Linked DNA regions of Zea mays: region 2 is linked to region 1. Evidence: chromatin contacts called from public Hi-C data. All regions are on one chromosome and are shown on one strand. The core of a region is the stretch at or near the end of the contact, and the rest is flanking DNA. Distances in the headings are between cores, read along the strand shown.

Region 1 (7,904 bases), core at 3,850-6,349:
ATGATACAAACCAAAGTTGTATCACTGATCCTACTAGGCAAGATCTAAATCGTTTCAGTTTAAACATTTCCCATTTAAAATTGTTTAGGTTTCTAGTATTCATCATAATACTTGCTAAAGTGAATATAAAGGAATAATAGTAGCATCCATGAGATCACAAGTGACTTTAAGATGCAATGATAAAGAAGCAACATATGAGGACGATAGTCATGAGTTCGATCCTTGTGATGTGTTTTTCGTAAGAACATACCGAGGCTGCTAGTCTAAGTTTGATCCTCATGTGTACATGTGTATTTTGCATGAAAATTATATAGCTTCTAGCTTGCAACCAAGGATGGGTCATCTCGTGAGTTTTTTTAGAGTTATTCATTTATTATTTATTTTCTAGGTCCAAATCAAAAGTTATGTAAAACTATTTAGAGGGATAGATCAAATTCCAACTACCTCTAGCTAGAAGTTGACGTATATGGATAACTAATTTTTGACCCGTCTCTATAAACCAACTTCTATAGTTGGCTAAATATCCACCTCAAGATATAAAATAATTTAGAGAGACACATAGATAAAGAGTAGGAGAGCATGTTGCCTTTAAAGACTATTTTATACTAAAATAGATCATGGTATTGTGCAAGCATCACTCCAAATCAACATTTTTTTGGAGTTACATGGGATTGGAGGCATTATGTATTCAGGCATGTAACTAGCGGTGGGATGGGGGGCTCCATCCCCTTACCGCTCCCAAGTCTATAGTAACCACTAAAATCTCTCCTAAAATTTAATACATATATAATATAATCTCATTATATATTTTATGAGTTTTATCCTTCATCGATGTTTTAATATAATACAATTTCGATGTTTTAATATAATACTACTTCAAATTATTATATACGTTTACTGTGAGTGATTTAGACTATCTCTAGCAGCTTACACATTTCTATATTCAAACTCTTCTCTGCAATACGGTCTACAGTACAACAAACCAATATTTTTGATAACCATATGGGTATGGTGCTGGACATAGTTTTAGTAAGATTGTATCACTGTAGCGGTTTAATTCAGCCCTATCCTAATTTTTTGCTAGATATGTCCTTGAATATATTAGATATTGCTTTTGCATATCAATAATGAGAACCAAGTTGGCAAGCTTTATGACCCAACAGCACCAAGTTCACATCTTCGTCGAGCTAAGGAATACCCGTTACGAGAAATCTACAAATCTTTTTTAAGCTAGATTTCTACAGTACTAAATAGAGCTCAAATCAAAATATCTGCCAGTACGTTTTCGGTTGAGTTTGTTTTTAGTGTTGCCTCATATGCACTAGAAGTTGTGTTAAGTTTTAGGGGTGTTTGAATGCACTAAAGCTGACTAAAATTAGTTGGAGACATCAAACATCCTAGCTAATAGTTCAACTATTAGCTATTTTTAGTAAATTAGTTAATAGTTAGCTATCTATTTGTTAGCTAGCTAATTTTACTAACAATTTTTTAGCCAACTAATTATTAGCTATAATACATTTAAACATCCTCTTAGAAGCCCCAGCCTTGATGCTTGAGTTGTTGATCGTTGTATTCTAGTTGGTTGGTTTTATACCTAGCTTTCACTTAAAAAACTAGACCGACAACTTTTTTTATATTTTCTTTTACTAAAATGTATGGTAAATGTTTTACCGTCCTTTAATGGAACAAAAAAAATGTGCCAGTGATTGGGAGCTCGAAGTAGTGCCTGCCTACTCTATTTGGTATTCGTCAGTAATGACGGAATCCAGCTTTATGGCAAGAACAAAAGTTAATTGAACCAAATTGGTCATCTACATAGTTCTTCCTGCTTTCTCCCCTACATCCATCCAGCGAGATTATTTCGATATATATATCTCGACCTTCTAGAAGAAACATGTGCGCTAGTCAATTTCTAGATCAAAGAGATCAAGTGCAAGCATCCGCGCTAACGACCCATCGAAATCTTTCATCGATTGGATTTGGTCATCTTCTCTAGCATTAAACAATGAAATGCAACACGTTCCTGCTAACGGCCTAATTCCAAACACGGTGCACATTATTCTTAATCATACATATATCAATCGCTTTCGGCAGCTATCTTGAAATAAAGTGGCGGCATATATATTTTTTTTGCGTGTGTGTGTCCATAGAGCTTTTTAGGTATGTGACTAAACATCGAAGCAACACACAAAAAAAAACTGGGTTGCTTTCAAACATGACTTAAACAGCGAAGCAACGTAAAAAAAGATTCAAGCTGCTGGGACATAACATGTGTTGGACTGGTCAAGGAACACAGCAACAATTAGGATATAACATCATATCATACCTGAAAGGGATACATCTGCATTTGCTCCCTTTAGTTAAAGGATTAGATGACATGAGCAGAACTAATCTCTTCTCCACAACCATTACCTAGCATAGTGGGTATACAAGCAAGGAGGGAGGGAGAGAAAGGACATTTCAGCGGCAGATGGGGACCAAACGGAAAGTGAGCAAGATCAAACGACAAAGATCTGGTTTAGCAAAAGCTGGATTCTAGTGGTAAAAGCATGGATTGACGTGTGCGTGTCGCCAGTTTGATTGCTCTGCTAGCTAGTCAAGGGTCTCTAACCGCTGCAAGCATTAAGTCCAGCGAGATAAAAGTGGATAACTTAGAGCAAATCCAAAAAATTAGATAAAAAGATTAGCTAAATTTAATGATTTAGCTACTCTCTAAAATAGATTTTAGAGAAAAAATATAGGCTAATCCAACAGACTCAGTAAAACATACGGACTGAATAGAGAGTGAAGCAAACTATCTAAAAATGGAGAGCGAACGTAGAGGGATAGAGAGCCACTAAATTTGAAGAGTCATTTACAGAGTCTATTGAATACACCTTTCTTCTAATATTAGCTAAATTTACCTTTATAATACTTATTCTCTTGGTGTTGCTCTTAGACCCTGTTTAGAAGCACCCATTTTTTAACAAACTGGTTTATATATAGAAATTGAGGTGGTTTCAAACATACCAATTTATGAATCAGTTTATAGAAATTAGATTCTTAGTTTCTTAAATATAAAAAGCTAGCCTCTCTTGACTAAAAGATAAAAAGAACTGAGTTGCTTCCAAACATAGTCTTAGTTTAATCATCAGGAAAAGTGCTGGTCTCGAACTGGAATGCAGAAATCCCTGAAACACATAGATCGATTTAAATGGAAGAAAGCTATCATTATATTGTAATTAACCTCTGGCCATATTTATTAGGTTCTAATCAAATGATCACCATGCATAGCCTCAATTACTCGCTAAATGGAGTACAACTTTGCTGGAAAAAGTCTCCAATCTAGCTAGCTAGCACAGGCGCAGCATTGGCCGTCTGAATGGCTTATCTATACACTTTATTACTTTCCCTCGCGCCCTTTATGCAAGGAAAACTATACTATACTACAGTATTTTATTTGTTAAAAATCTAAACTGTCCCCCCCCCCCCCCACCCCACCCCACCCGAGCCCCTCAAAAGCATACACGACCGCATGATTTGCACTCCAAGAAGGCCTTTTTCTGAAGGTCCATGTAACCATCATTGCTAATGCTCCACGGTATGATCAGGGTGTAGGCCAGGACGCGTACAAGTATGCAGCAACTAGCAATACTCTAGTTTTCTGCTCCTGACACATGTCATATATTCCCAATTGCGCTGCTCCTTTTCTTTTCTTCTTTATATTATCCAGGTATTTGTCTTGTTTGGAGCAATGCAACTTTTGGCAGTTGTGTACTACTACTGGTACTATAATAAAGCTTTGGTGACAGGTGGAAATTAAAATGACAAATAGCATTGCAGATAAATTAACGTGACGTTTGGTTCCCTATGGATTTAATTTTGATAAGTTCCATACCGCATAAAAACTAATACAAATCTCATTATCAGCTTAAGTTAAGCCCCCCCCCCTTTTGGCAACAATATTTTTTATGACCATGGTTTTATAAAATATTATACTTACAATTGCTATGCCAATACTGTAGTTTTTGTCATCTCCCAAATACCATGGTTTTTGAGAAACGATGTTTGGATACAGCGTTGTAAACCATGGTATTATTGTGCAAAAGCTAGCCATGCCATAAAAACTTTATGTTGGAGTGAAGTTTTTTTTCAATACTCCAAAAATATCATGATAGCTAGAATACCATGGATTTGGAAATATAGTTTCATGAATTTATTCTTATGACACAAAATATTATGGTATCACTAAAAACGACGATTTTGTCTAGAAACTATAAAGATGCTTTACTTCCAAACAGACCTAGAGATTGTGAGGGCCTGGCACAATATCGAATACAAAAATTTAGGAGTTGTTTAGGTAATTATGAGATTCTAGAATAAGGCATGAACCCTAAATCAGCAACGACGACGACAGCGATCTTGTTTTTCCGGCCGTGTTTATTCTTGTTTGTTTACTGCTACGGTGATACTGGTGCCTTGGGTTAATGTAAAGACAAAAGGATGGCAAAAAGTGAAAGTAGCTAATATGCAACCGGCGTGTGGCAACTCCAAAATCTAGGACGAATAAGTGCGCAACTGTTAATTTATGGACTCCTCATAAACAAAGGCATCTTTTGGTCTAGAAATGATTAAATTTATGGACTCTACTTAATGATTATTTGTCAAACTAGTCCATCAAGCCGTGTTCTTCTTATAGGACCAATAATTTTAAGAGACATACTTTACAAGTTTGTGAAAAAAAATCGGTACCACTACCTTTGTTCTTAAATATTTGTTGCACCTTAGTTTATTTTTAACTAAACTACGACAAATAAAAAAACGGAGAGGCAGTATAATTTAAATTGTTTAGGATATCATTTAGAAACTCTATTTTACTTTAAAACATTATGATAACTCTTTTACCTGTGAAACAAGAGACATTTTAATGTATAGCCATGTGCCCGGAGCCCGGAGACAAAAAAAAAGACTGGTCATCACAACATGGATTTGGTACAAATAAAACTATAAAGCATCATCTAAAGTAATTCTCCATTTTGCCCTTTGTGGAAGGAATGATGGCTGTCTCGGGAGCCGCGAAGGCAAGGGAAAAAAAAAAGAGGGAAAAGGAAAAGGAAGGCAAGTAAACAAAGCAGCAATGCGGACGAAAGCGAGCGAGACACACACAACACAACAGTGACGCTAGCTCTCAAGCAAATAGAGGCAGCAGAGCAGACCATAGAGAGTGGAGATCAGCCAGCAGCAGCAGCAGCAAGGCTGAGCCGCCGCCCCCACGAGTGGAGTGGAGGCAGCAGCCAGCGACAAGGCTGAATCCGGGAGGTCCGCGCGCCGCAGCCGTGGCTGCCATCGCAGGCGCCGCCGCCGCCGCCGCTTGTGAGAGGCGCTCGTCTTGTATTCACGAGGAGGGCGACGACACCCCCTCGGCAAAGGAGCTGGCCACTGGCCCCGCCCTGTGATGGCTGCTGCCCGTGCCCCGGCGGCGAGGGGACGCGTAGGTGCTCCGGAGGCGGCAGCTGCGTGGAGGGGCGGCGGTCTCCGCGCGAAGCAGGCCGGGCGCGCCAGCTGCCGCGGCGCGTAGACCGAGCGACTGGACGCCGTCTCTCTCTCTCTCTCTCTCGCAATCCGAGTCGGGGGCTCGGGGCTAGGGTTTTGGCGCTGAGGGCGCCGGGGTTCTAGCGGAGCGGCTGGAGGAAGAGGGGAGGGGGCGGGGGGCACGGAGATGGCGGTCGGGGACGCGCTGCGACGGCTGTGCGAGGAGATCGGGTGGTCCTACGCCGTCTTCTGGAAGGCCATCGGTGCTGCAGACCCCGTGTAAGCTGCCGCCTCCACTGTTTCCTCAGATTTTCTTTGGTTTTTTTGTGTTCGAGCTCGTCCTCCCGCTGAATCTTACAAAAAATCTAAGACTTCTGCCATTGTGCTCATTTTTCTTCGCTGGTATCCTGCTCGTTCTCGTAACAAAAGTTATTTTTTGGTCTTTGTGCTCATTCAACCATTCTTTTTCCAACCGTCAAGTTTTCGTTGCTAATCTGTTCTGAAAATTCGCTCGAAGTTTCGAAGATGGGAATATCTGAGCTAAAAAAGCCGAACAATTTCCTCCAAATTTCATACTCCTCATCGCCTCATGGTTATGGTTCCTCTGTCTCATTTCCCCCCCTGGAAATGCACAGGCATTTGGTGCAGGAGGACGGCTACTGTGGCCACACGTCATGTCCTGTCGGATCTGAGCCTTCCGAATCTCTGCCCAGCGACGCCGGGTGCTCTGTTCCTGCTGCTAACACCATCTGCTCGCTTGTTCACAGCGTTATGGCGTCGCAGGTCCATGTCGTCGGACAAGGGTAAGCAAAAGCAGCCGCAGCGATTTCTTGGTTTGGCCATCGTCTCTCTTGTTTAGAACGCGATGCGCCTGTGTTTTTTGTTTTGGCAGGACCGTAGGCCGTGCTGCGTTCAGTGGCAACCACCAATGGATCGTCCGCGGTACCGCCAATGGTCACGGGCTCTCCTCCGAGGTACGGCCAGTACTGCTGAGTGCTGAGTGCTTCTCCTCTTCTGAGAATTCTCCAGCGAAATAAATGCGAACCCAATTTCAGTTTTGTCTGGTTCCATTGTGCTGCTGCCACCTCATTTAAAGCACTGTGGGTATAGCCTTCTTCAGTCCTTCAACTTTTGTCAGCTAGCGAGCTGCTTTAATTCTGGTCCGCTCACACTAGACCAAAAATAGTGGCAAGTGACGCAAGCATCTGTTCTAAATATATCTCCAAATAAGCTTATCCTAAAAATATATCCAAAGATCTATCTTATTGTATTACATATAAACTATGAATATTAATATTTTCTAATACTCCCTCCATCCCAAAATAGTAGTTGTTTTAGCTCTAGATTTTTATGTCTACGTTCATATGGATGATTATTAATATAGACATATATATAGAACATACATTGATTATTGTATGAATCCGATAAAAAGGTAAAACGAATTTTAATTTGGGACGGAGGGAGTATATGGGGGTGTTTGGTTTTAGAGACTAATTTTTAGTCCCTCTAATTTATTCCACTTTAGTCACTAAATTGTGAAATATGGAAACTAAAATAGAGTTATAGTTTCCATATTTTGCAATTTATAGACTAAAGTGGAATAAAATAGAGGGACTAAAAATTAGTCCCTAGTAACCAAACACTACCTATATTTAGCTAAAGTTAAAAATGGTTGGCTCTTCAAAAAGAACATTAACTATTTTGAGATTGAGGGAGTATGAATGCGAAAAAAAATAAGAGGGTGAAGATCTTACACCATGTTTGTCTTTTGACTAAACCAAGTCGCTTTTGTAAACATCTTGATCTTTTAACTATCTTCTGTCCAATTGGGTTTTGTGTTTACGTAACCTGGTTGTCAAGATTTTACACTAAGTTTTCCAATTTTATAGGTTGCTGCGGAGATGAACAATCAGTTCAGAGTTGGCATTCAGGTGGGTTGGACTGAGAATTGGAAATGTTAAAAAGTATATAGTCACCATTTGCTTCTGGACCTCATTCTAAACTTCTTGCTGCAGACAATTGCGATCATTCCTGTGCTGCCACGGGGTGTCCTGCAGTTAGGCTCTGCTGGTTTGGTAAGGCCTCACAGTTCCAGATCATGCTACAAAAGTAGAGAATTTTTTGAAGTATTCGTCAGAGTTGTTGAACACTATCAGTTGAAATTTCTAATTTTCTATAAAAAGAACATTACTATCACACAAGGCTCTAGAAAAATAATTCTCCATCTGTGGATGGCTATGGAAGGTGGAAAAGAAAACAGTAGTGCATTGCTAAATGAGTATATGCCATTCAAAATTTTGGATATGTAAATTACAAAGCATGATGTTTCAGCCACGCTGCTCCAAATCTGAAGACCTATCTTTACCCTACTATAAATTTCAGAATGTCCATTG
Region 2 (7,904 bases), core at 3,116-5,615, 780 kb after region 1:
CAAGCATTCACTACTCCTCATTCAATACAAGAGCAATACACAACACTCCAAGACACAAATCAAAGCCACCGATCGAATCAAAGTCCACAATTCAGCTCTAGTTTTTAGGACTTGTGAGAAGATCGACTTGTGTTCTTTTGTTGTTCTTGTTGCTTGGTTGGCTTTCTTCTTTCTCTCATTCTTACTCTCAAAGCCTTGTAAGCTAAGCAAGGGACACCAATTGTCTGGTGGTCCTTGCGGGGTCTAAGTGACCCGGAAAATCAAGGAAGGAAGCTCACTCGGTCTAAGTGACCGTTTGAGAGAGTGAAAGGGTTGAAAGAGACCCGGTCTTTGTGACCACCTCAACGGGGAGTAGGTTTGCAAGAACCGAACCTCGATAAAACAAATCACCGTGTCATTCGTTCTTATTCGCTTGTGATTTGTTTTCGCCCTCTCTTTTGGACTCGATTATATTTCTAACGCTAACCCCGGCTTGTAGTTGTGCTTAAACTTTATAAATTTCAGATTTGCCTATTCACCCCCCCCCCTCTAGGTGACTTTCAGACACCCTTGCAGTGGATCTTACTCTGGCCATTTCAATGTTCAGCTTCTTTTAGATGAAGTTAATCTTAAGTGACGAAGTGCTTGTTTGAAAGCACAATGCAGAGAGCTTCGTCTTTGGTTAAAATTTTCAACAGCACAATGGTGCAATAGCAATGAATGATGCAGTAACTTCTTACCAACCCGTCTGTTTATATAGCCTTGCAGGAGAAGAAGGCGAACCACCAAAGCGTGTATACTGGCTGAACGGTGGACCGACCAGCGCTCGGAATATTTTAATCGTTTTTTGATAACAAGTTCAGGAAAGATGTTTTTCGGATCTTCGGCATTCTGAAACCTTCGTGTTTTTCGTGGATCGAGCTCGTTATGAAAAAACAATCTAGCACCGCAAAGGTTCTCGAGATAAAAACACCTTCGGCAAAGCGATACTGAAGTCTTACCTCCTTCTGCTGAAGCTTCTCAAGACGAAGATCTCGCTTACAAGCAACGACGCCAAGTGTCGAAGCTACCATCAGCTTCGGTTTAGATCAAGGAAAGGATGAAAAAACTAGATAGACCCTAGTAATTTAAGTTATGTCTATATATAGATGTCGATGGTCATGAATGCAATTTTACTCGGACCTATAAATAGATGAACAGTAGCATCGTACTATTCACGCTGGATTATAATTGCTCTCTCGCGTCTTCACCTTCGAGCAAGCCGAATGTATTATTGTAATACGAATTATATTGACATTCATATATGCCTTATGGAATGTAAATATCAATGAATCAATAACTTGTATCTTTTATATCGATATCTGTATATATTAACCTATTAATGAGTAATGATATGATGAATGCATGTTTTCATGACCTTCGTCCGATGAACATTGGATCCAAGAAAAAACAATGCTTCGGAGGATGAATGTCCTTTATCCTTAACAATTGTCTTGTTTTTTATCCATAGCATTTGGTAACAAGTGAACAACAGACTTCTTGTAAAGCTAAGCTGCAAATCATGAAGTTGAGCAGTACCAAATAGACACATGGTAAGGCTTTTAAAAAAAACTGAAAAAAAGCAAGGATGGCTGTTACAGCATTCTTAATTTCTCTTATCTCTGAACCTCTTTCTAACAATACGAACCAAAAAAAATACGAAACATACCACTATTCTAATTAGGAATCATGCCCAAACTTTAACCAGCATCAGATAAAAGAAGATGTGCTTAGTCAGCAAGGCCTGGCGTTGCATTCGGGCATGATATATTTACATAAGGTGCAGAATAATGCATCAGCTACAAACATTGATTCAGATGCTTTTTCCATTCACGGATGCAGTGTTTTGCACTGCCTGAATCATCTGACCGACCTGAACACACGGCCTCCAACCACGAACAGTTTTGAGCAGGAACGCATCTACCAGCTTTGCCACAATAGGCATGCTCCAAGAAGGTAGTTCAAGCTCTTGCACCATCTCTGTAGCCACCAAAAGACTTGTATCATTCTCCAGGTCAAACGCGAACTCAATGTTCTTACATTTACCTGTACAAGACCAAAAGAATAAAAACGCAGCATCAGTGAATGGTACAAATCGAGATTTGTACAAACCAAAGATGATATTTTGATGCTTGCAGTTACCATTGGGGACAGGAATCCTTAGTAATAAATTAACAGGGTTGCTACCACTCATATCTCCTTCTAGTACGAATCCACCCCTTCGAAGCACTAGGCTGAAAGATCCCTTCCCATTATCAACGGTTCCATTTGGTAGCAAAGATATAAAAATTGGTGTGGCTTCAAGATCCAGATCCAAATTTGGCGGGAATGCTATAGGTTCTTGCACAGGATTAGAGGTTTTATCATTGATGATGATGTCATCTATCATGAGAAAAGGGCTCTTCAAGAGCTCACTTGCTGGCAATCTATCAGCAGCTGAAGCTAGGCAGCTCTCTATGAAACTCCTTACTTCTGCATCTTTGACCTTGGAGAGAGCAACTGGTTTTACACCCTGCAGTTATACCATTATTGCACCATTCATATAAAACAAAAAGGAACAATCTGGTTATTTTTTAGCGAACTCTTGAAGTAGACAAGTACTATCTAGGTGACAGGTCACTTACTTCAGATATCTTCTTGTATATCTGAACAAAGCCCTGACATTCACTGTAAGGGCACTCACCAGTCACCATCTCAAGCATGCACATGCCGAAAGAGTATATATCCACCAACTCGTTGTAGTTTTCACCAAACAGCTCTGGTGCCATGAACTCTAAGGTGCCTGTGTTTCAGGTTACATGTTACCGATAACCATATCAAGCTCACCACAGATCTCCTATGCTTCAGAAATATGTGGCAGCGTAGCCTGTAGAAAACCGTACCTTGTATACTCTGTGTTTTCCTCTGCTGCATCACCATTGCCAAACCGAAGTCTCCAATCTTAACTTTCCCATGGTTCCCATTGATGAAAATGTTGTCACACTTCAAGTCCCTGTGTATGATTGGTGGCTTCTGACTATGCAGATAGGCTAGCCCTGTCAGTATTTGTTTGGCCCATCGCCTCATTGCCTTCATGTCAACTTTCTTGTGCTTCGTACGGTACCTAACCACACCATAACATAGATCATGAAAGGGGATGGTGAAGCTAGCTACTTCTGTACAGCTGCTGTCCTTCTGAATGGAAAGGAAAAAAGAACCAACTTTGTATTTATTTTTGTCCCCTGAGAAGTGAAAACTAAAACTACCATTAGATTTTAAATTTGAAAAAAGAAAGAGTTGTTCAGATTTTGTTTGCCATTAGTAAATAACTGAACATTTACCTTGCCACAAAATAAGGTACTAGGCACAAATAATAAAAACAATCACACTCCATCGTAGCAGCACATATAGGGAGGGGTTATGTTATATTTACATACTCTCTCAAGTTGCCGGACGTGAAAAGCTCAGTGATTATATTGACCGCCCTCTTCTTGTTGTCGACCCATGAGGCGTAGAGCTTGAGAATGTGCTTGTGATGGAGCGACCGCAGCAGCTGGATCTCCGTCTTGAGCCGCTGGAGCTCCTTGGGGGATCCCATGGTCCGGCCGGTTATCTCCACTTTAGCCCATGCCACCTCGATGCCTTCGACCACGTCGAAACCTTTGTAGCTGCCAACCAAATCGATCACGTGAATCAACAAACACAAGCAAGAAGTTTTCACGTCATATTTTTAAAAAAACAAAAATAATCTGGTATTCAAGGTTGAATCTTTATGATTTCTCGAAAACTCAGCCTGAAATCCAGGAAACTAGTAATACTAATTACTGCATAAACTGCTGAGGAGAGGGAAGGGAGGTACACTGTCTTGAAGGCCCCTGATCCCACGACCTCCTTGTACTGCAATGCACGCACGAAACCGCTGAGATCAGGGAAAGATCTATAGTTTTCAGAATCAGACGAATAAACGCAGAAGCTCAGAATACAATCAAGATTCAACATTCAGGAAACTGAAAGCCCCCAGCGCCAACCCACCCGGCAACCCGACGAGACTTATCAACATGGCGGCATTAGCAGCAGAAGCGAAGGGACGGCGGTTGGGCGGCGCAGCACATACCCTGAAGTAGCGGCCAGTGGGGTCGACCTCGTCGACGTCGGGGTCGTCCACATCGTCGGGCGGCTCCGCCTGCTCGCCGCCGGACACATCCGGATCCGAAGCCATCGCGCCGGCGCGCTGCTCTGCCCGCGAGATCAGAAGTCGAGCCGGCGATGAATCGACGAGCCCTAGCAGGCTAAGGCGCTAACGCAGCGCGAAAGGCGGCGTGCGAACGCGAGTCTGGAGTTCCGGACTTTGAACTACCCTTGTGAGTTGTGACTCAAAATACAGTAAATACTCGTTCCAAGTTCCACGGGCACAGCGCCGCGGGTAGTTAGAACTTAGGAACGGGATCACGTGAGGCTGCATGTGGGCCCGGAGACATGGCGAGAATTACACCTGAGGATGGGCTATCGAATCGCACGAGGGCTGGAAACGAGTTGGTCTTGGCTCGAGTCGGCGTGGCTAGGTGACTTAGGGCCTGTTCGTTTCTGTTGGAAGGATTAATTCCAAATCTCCAAAACTTATAGTAGTTATTAAAGAAATCCAAGTCAGATTTATTCCACCTTCATTCCATGCGAAACAAACAGACCCTTAATAAATTTGGCTCGTCTATTCAATGACCTTTAGAACGAAGTTCGGCTCATGAGCTATACTTTGATAAATAATACTCTATTTATCTTAAAATATAATTCGTTTAAACTAATCATATATTCGTTAAATAACATATAAATGTAGGTTACATGTGTGTCTATATTTATTCTTATTTGATTGAATATGGACAGAAAAAAATGAACTAGAAAGAATTATATTTTGGACGGAGGGAGTATTACATATATAGTGACTTAATAGTATATAAATGTGAAAAATATAATTATCATTCATTATTATGAATAATCTAGATTATAAATTGTTATATTTTCATCATCAAAGGCTAATGAATGAGTTAGATATCTCTAATTTTTTTAATATTCAATACGTTGATTAATTTGGCATAGTTCGCGAGCCAACTCGTCTTGGCTCACTGGACTAACGAGCTTGAAAACCTGCATCGTCTCGCTTGAGGCTCGCGAGCCGCCTCAAGCCAAACTGAGCCAAGTCGGCCCAAGCTCGAGTTGGCTCGCCAGCCTCGAGCTTTTTTCCAGCCCTAATCCCACCAATACGGTGTACGCGGGCCATATTTTTTGATCCACAATAATCTATAAGTCGAATATAGGCCATAATTTTTATCTAAAATCTGACCCAAAATCAAAAAACTCGATCTAACCAAAAAATTTAACGCGTTTAGGCAGACACATGTCGACCCGACTCGACACAAGGCACGAGTCAAACACATGTCATGCCAAACAACTCACGATCTGGGAATTGATCATAGACCGTAGCTGTAACACCCCTGGTGTTACGAGAACTAAAACTTTGGCATGACATCATATGCATTAGTATTACATTATGTATGATACACCTAGGATGCATCCACTAGGCTATTTCAAAACCAACATGTGATGTGATGCTTGTGTGATGATCTGACTTGGTAAAAGGGATTCTTGACCCTAGGTTAGAATATCTCTCGTTAAGAATTAGAAACATGTGGCCTTGTAAGATGAGTACTAAAGGATGATCTTGACAAGTTGGTAGAAATGCTCAAGAAATATTATCTTGGAGAGCTTAAGTGCTACATGTATCCTAGAACACTCAAAACCCTAATCTGGAACCCTAAATAGTGCCCTATAGGGTGATTTCAGGTTCTATGCACTTTTAGTCAAAAGTGTATAAATCAAGATGATAGGGTAACAAAAGTTAAGCAACTTTCATGTTTGGGGATTTCCATATTTTGTGGTGAAACTTGGAGTAAATTGCAAAAAAGATCCATGAGCATCCTTGTTTTTTTTAAACTCTGAAAACAGTGTCAACAAGCCAACTTTAAGCCTCTGTATCTCTTGATCTATGAGGAGTTTGTTATGAGTCACCATAACAAAGATGTAGAGCTACTATAGTAGTACAAATTTGTGTAAGGAACCTAGCCCTAAAATTGTTTGGAGCTTAGTGTAAAACGTCTCCCAACTTGTGTTGTCATACTAGGGTAACACTGAAACTGAGAAACCAGTGACATTTCTCCAAGTTGGGAGCTAATTCGTGCCTGATTCATGGGGTTAAAGACTATGATCATTATAGCAAAGTTGTAGGTCTTGCATTGGAGATCAAATTCTTTATACCGAGTTGGACCTAGTGTTGTACAGAAATTAGAGTAAAACACCCCCAAAGTCGGGCTGTCAGGCGATTTCAAAATGGCATTCAGTATGTACAGTAAACTAAAAAGATCTCGGATTCATAGAACCTGCTGCCAGTGATCCCCGCGTCGCGATCCACGCTGGTGTTACGATTCATGCCCGATGGTGCGTGGATAACTACTAGAAGTAAAAAGATCGGAAGGGAGGTGGATATGGTCTCTAGCGTGAACTCATCGGCCGCACTCATTTGCTCTACGACGTGGCCGAGTGGCCGATGCTGTCGTGGCTGCCAGTGACCTCAATCGCGCCACGCCATAGGCCATCTTACCATGTCGTCGCAAGTCATGAAGAGTAGCCAATGATTGCCCTAGGACATTGCTCCATTGCGTGCCACGATGAACTTGCCTTAGTAAAAACATCTTGTCACCGCTGTGAGCCTAACTTCGTTCAAATCCGTGAGTAGCCGAGCCGATTCCTTTAAATTGAAGACTCTCCCTGCTCCACCCCCTTGTTACGAACCCAACGCAACCCCGACCGCATCCTACCATCCACCATAGCTCACAAATTTTGGAATTCTCTGAAATCGGTCATGGGCGTCGTCGTGATGAGTCTCGTCGTGGCCAAATCTTCTCATGTGAGTTTATACTTCTCTAGTTCTTGTTCTGGCATCCCTTTGATTCTTGGTTGCTCATTGACCTGGTAAATCGAACTATACTTTAGTGACCCTTTAAGAACATCACTTCGTCGTCGGTGAACATCGCTGCGAGCCATCTCCACGTGGAATCACTGTCCTAGTCCCTCGTCCACCTTCTCGGTCGTCGTCCCTGAGTCCTGGTGAGTCACTGAAGCTCATCGCACTTTCACTTCAACCGCTACCACGCTGGGTCACTGGGATCAAGCTCGACGACCCTCAGAATCTGCCATTGTTGTGGACATAAGGGATTTCGGACTAGATTAACCCAATTAATACATGGATTTGGATCATCTCGGACCGTGGATAACAATTAGATGCTCGGGTTTGACGGTCGTCGCCATTAGAAGCAGGTCCCATCGGGGATTGGTCGGCGGGCGAGCGTGCCGTTGTTAGGGACATTGAGTTTTGAAGAAATAGAAAGGGAAGGGCTTATGTAAAAACTATCAGTGAGACATGTGAATAGTGCCACAGACTCTTTACTGGATGTTCAAAACGCCAGGGACCTCGGCGCAAATCTGCCAGCGCGGGAGTGGACACACTCGGATTCCGCGTGGAATTGGGCTTGTTGGGCTAGATTCGACCCAATACCGTTCATCAGTTTCCTTTCCCTTTTGCTATCAACCTGAGAAATTTATAGAAAATAGTAGGAAAATGGTAAAAATATGAGACCAAATTTGTTAAACTCCTAAAATCAAGTAGTATTTAATACAAACAATTTCAAGATTTTTATTTCAAACCCGGAATTATGTAGCATTTAAAGGTGCTTAAATAAAGTCTTTTATAATTTTAGAAATAGTTTAGTAATTCTAAAAATCGTAAAACTTTTTGGGTAGGCTTAATATGATGGTCAGAGACCCTGAGTAAAGTTTGAAGTGGTTTGGGCACTATTTGA

What was found. Hi-C and Micro-C count contacts between places; a contact is called where the count stands out from the background.
Region 2: a contact with region 1 is called in a Hi-C map of bundle sheath, with 2.6 times the contacts expected there. The contact joins the promoter of LOC100284289 here to the promoter of LOC100381930 in region 1. A contact is called at or near these places in 4 of 25 Hi-C or Micro-C datasets (bundle sheath, ear, leaf and 1 more).

What each region holds. Positions count from the first base shown.
Region 1 is chr4:219,237,948-219,245,851 of Zm-B73-REFERENCE-NAM-5.0, forward strand. It overlaps LOC100381930 (transcription factor LHW), which reads left to right and starts at 5,100. Exons shown (of 10, transcript XM_008681465.3): 1 at 5,100-5,790; 2 at 6,147-6,314; 3 at 6,404-6,485; 4 at 7,401-7,442; 5 at 7,527-7,586. The coding sequence starts at 5,699.
Region 2 is chr4:220,019,557-220,027,460 of Zm-B73-REFERENCE-NAM-5.0, forward strand. It overlaps LOC100284289 (serine/threonine-protein kinase WNK4), which reads right to left and starts at 4,366. Exons shown (of 7, transcript NM_001398974.1): 1 at 4,112-4,366; 2 at 3,857-3,894; 3 at 3,435-3,665; 4 at 2,901-3,121; 5 at 2,643-2,800; 6 at 2,161-2,530; 7 at 1,608-2,064. The coding sequence starts at 4,216. The coding sequence ends at 1,832.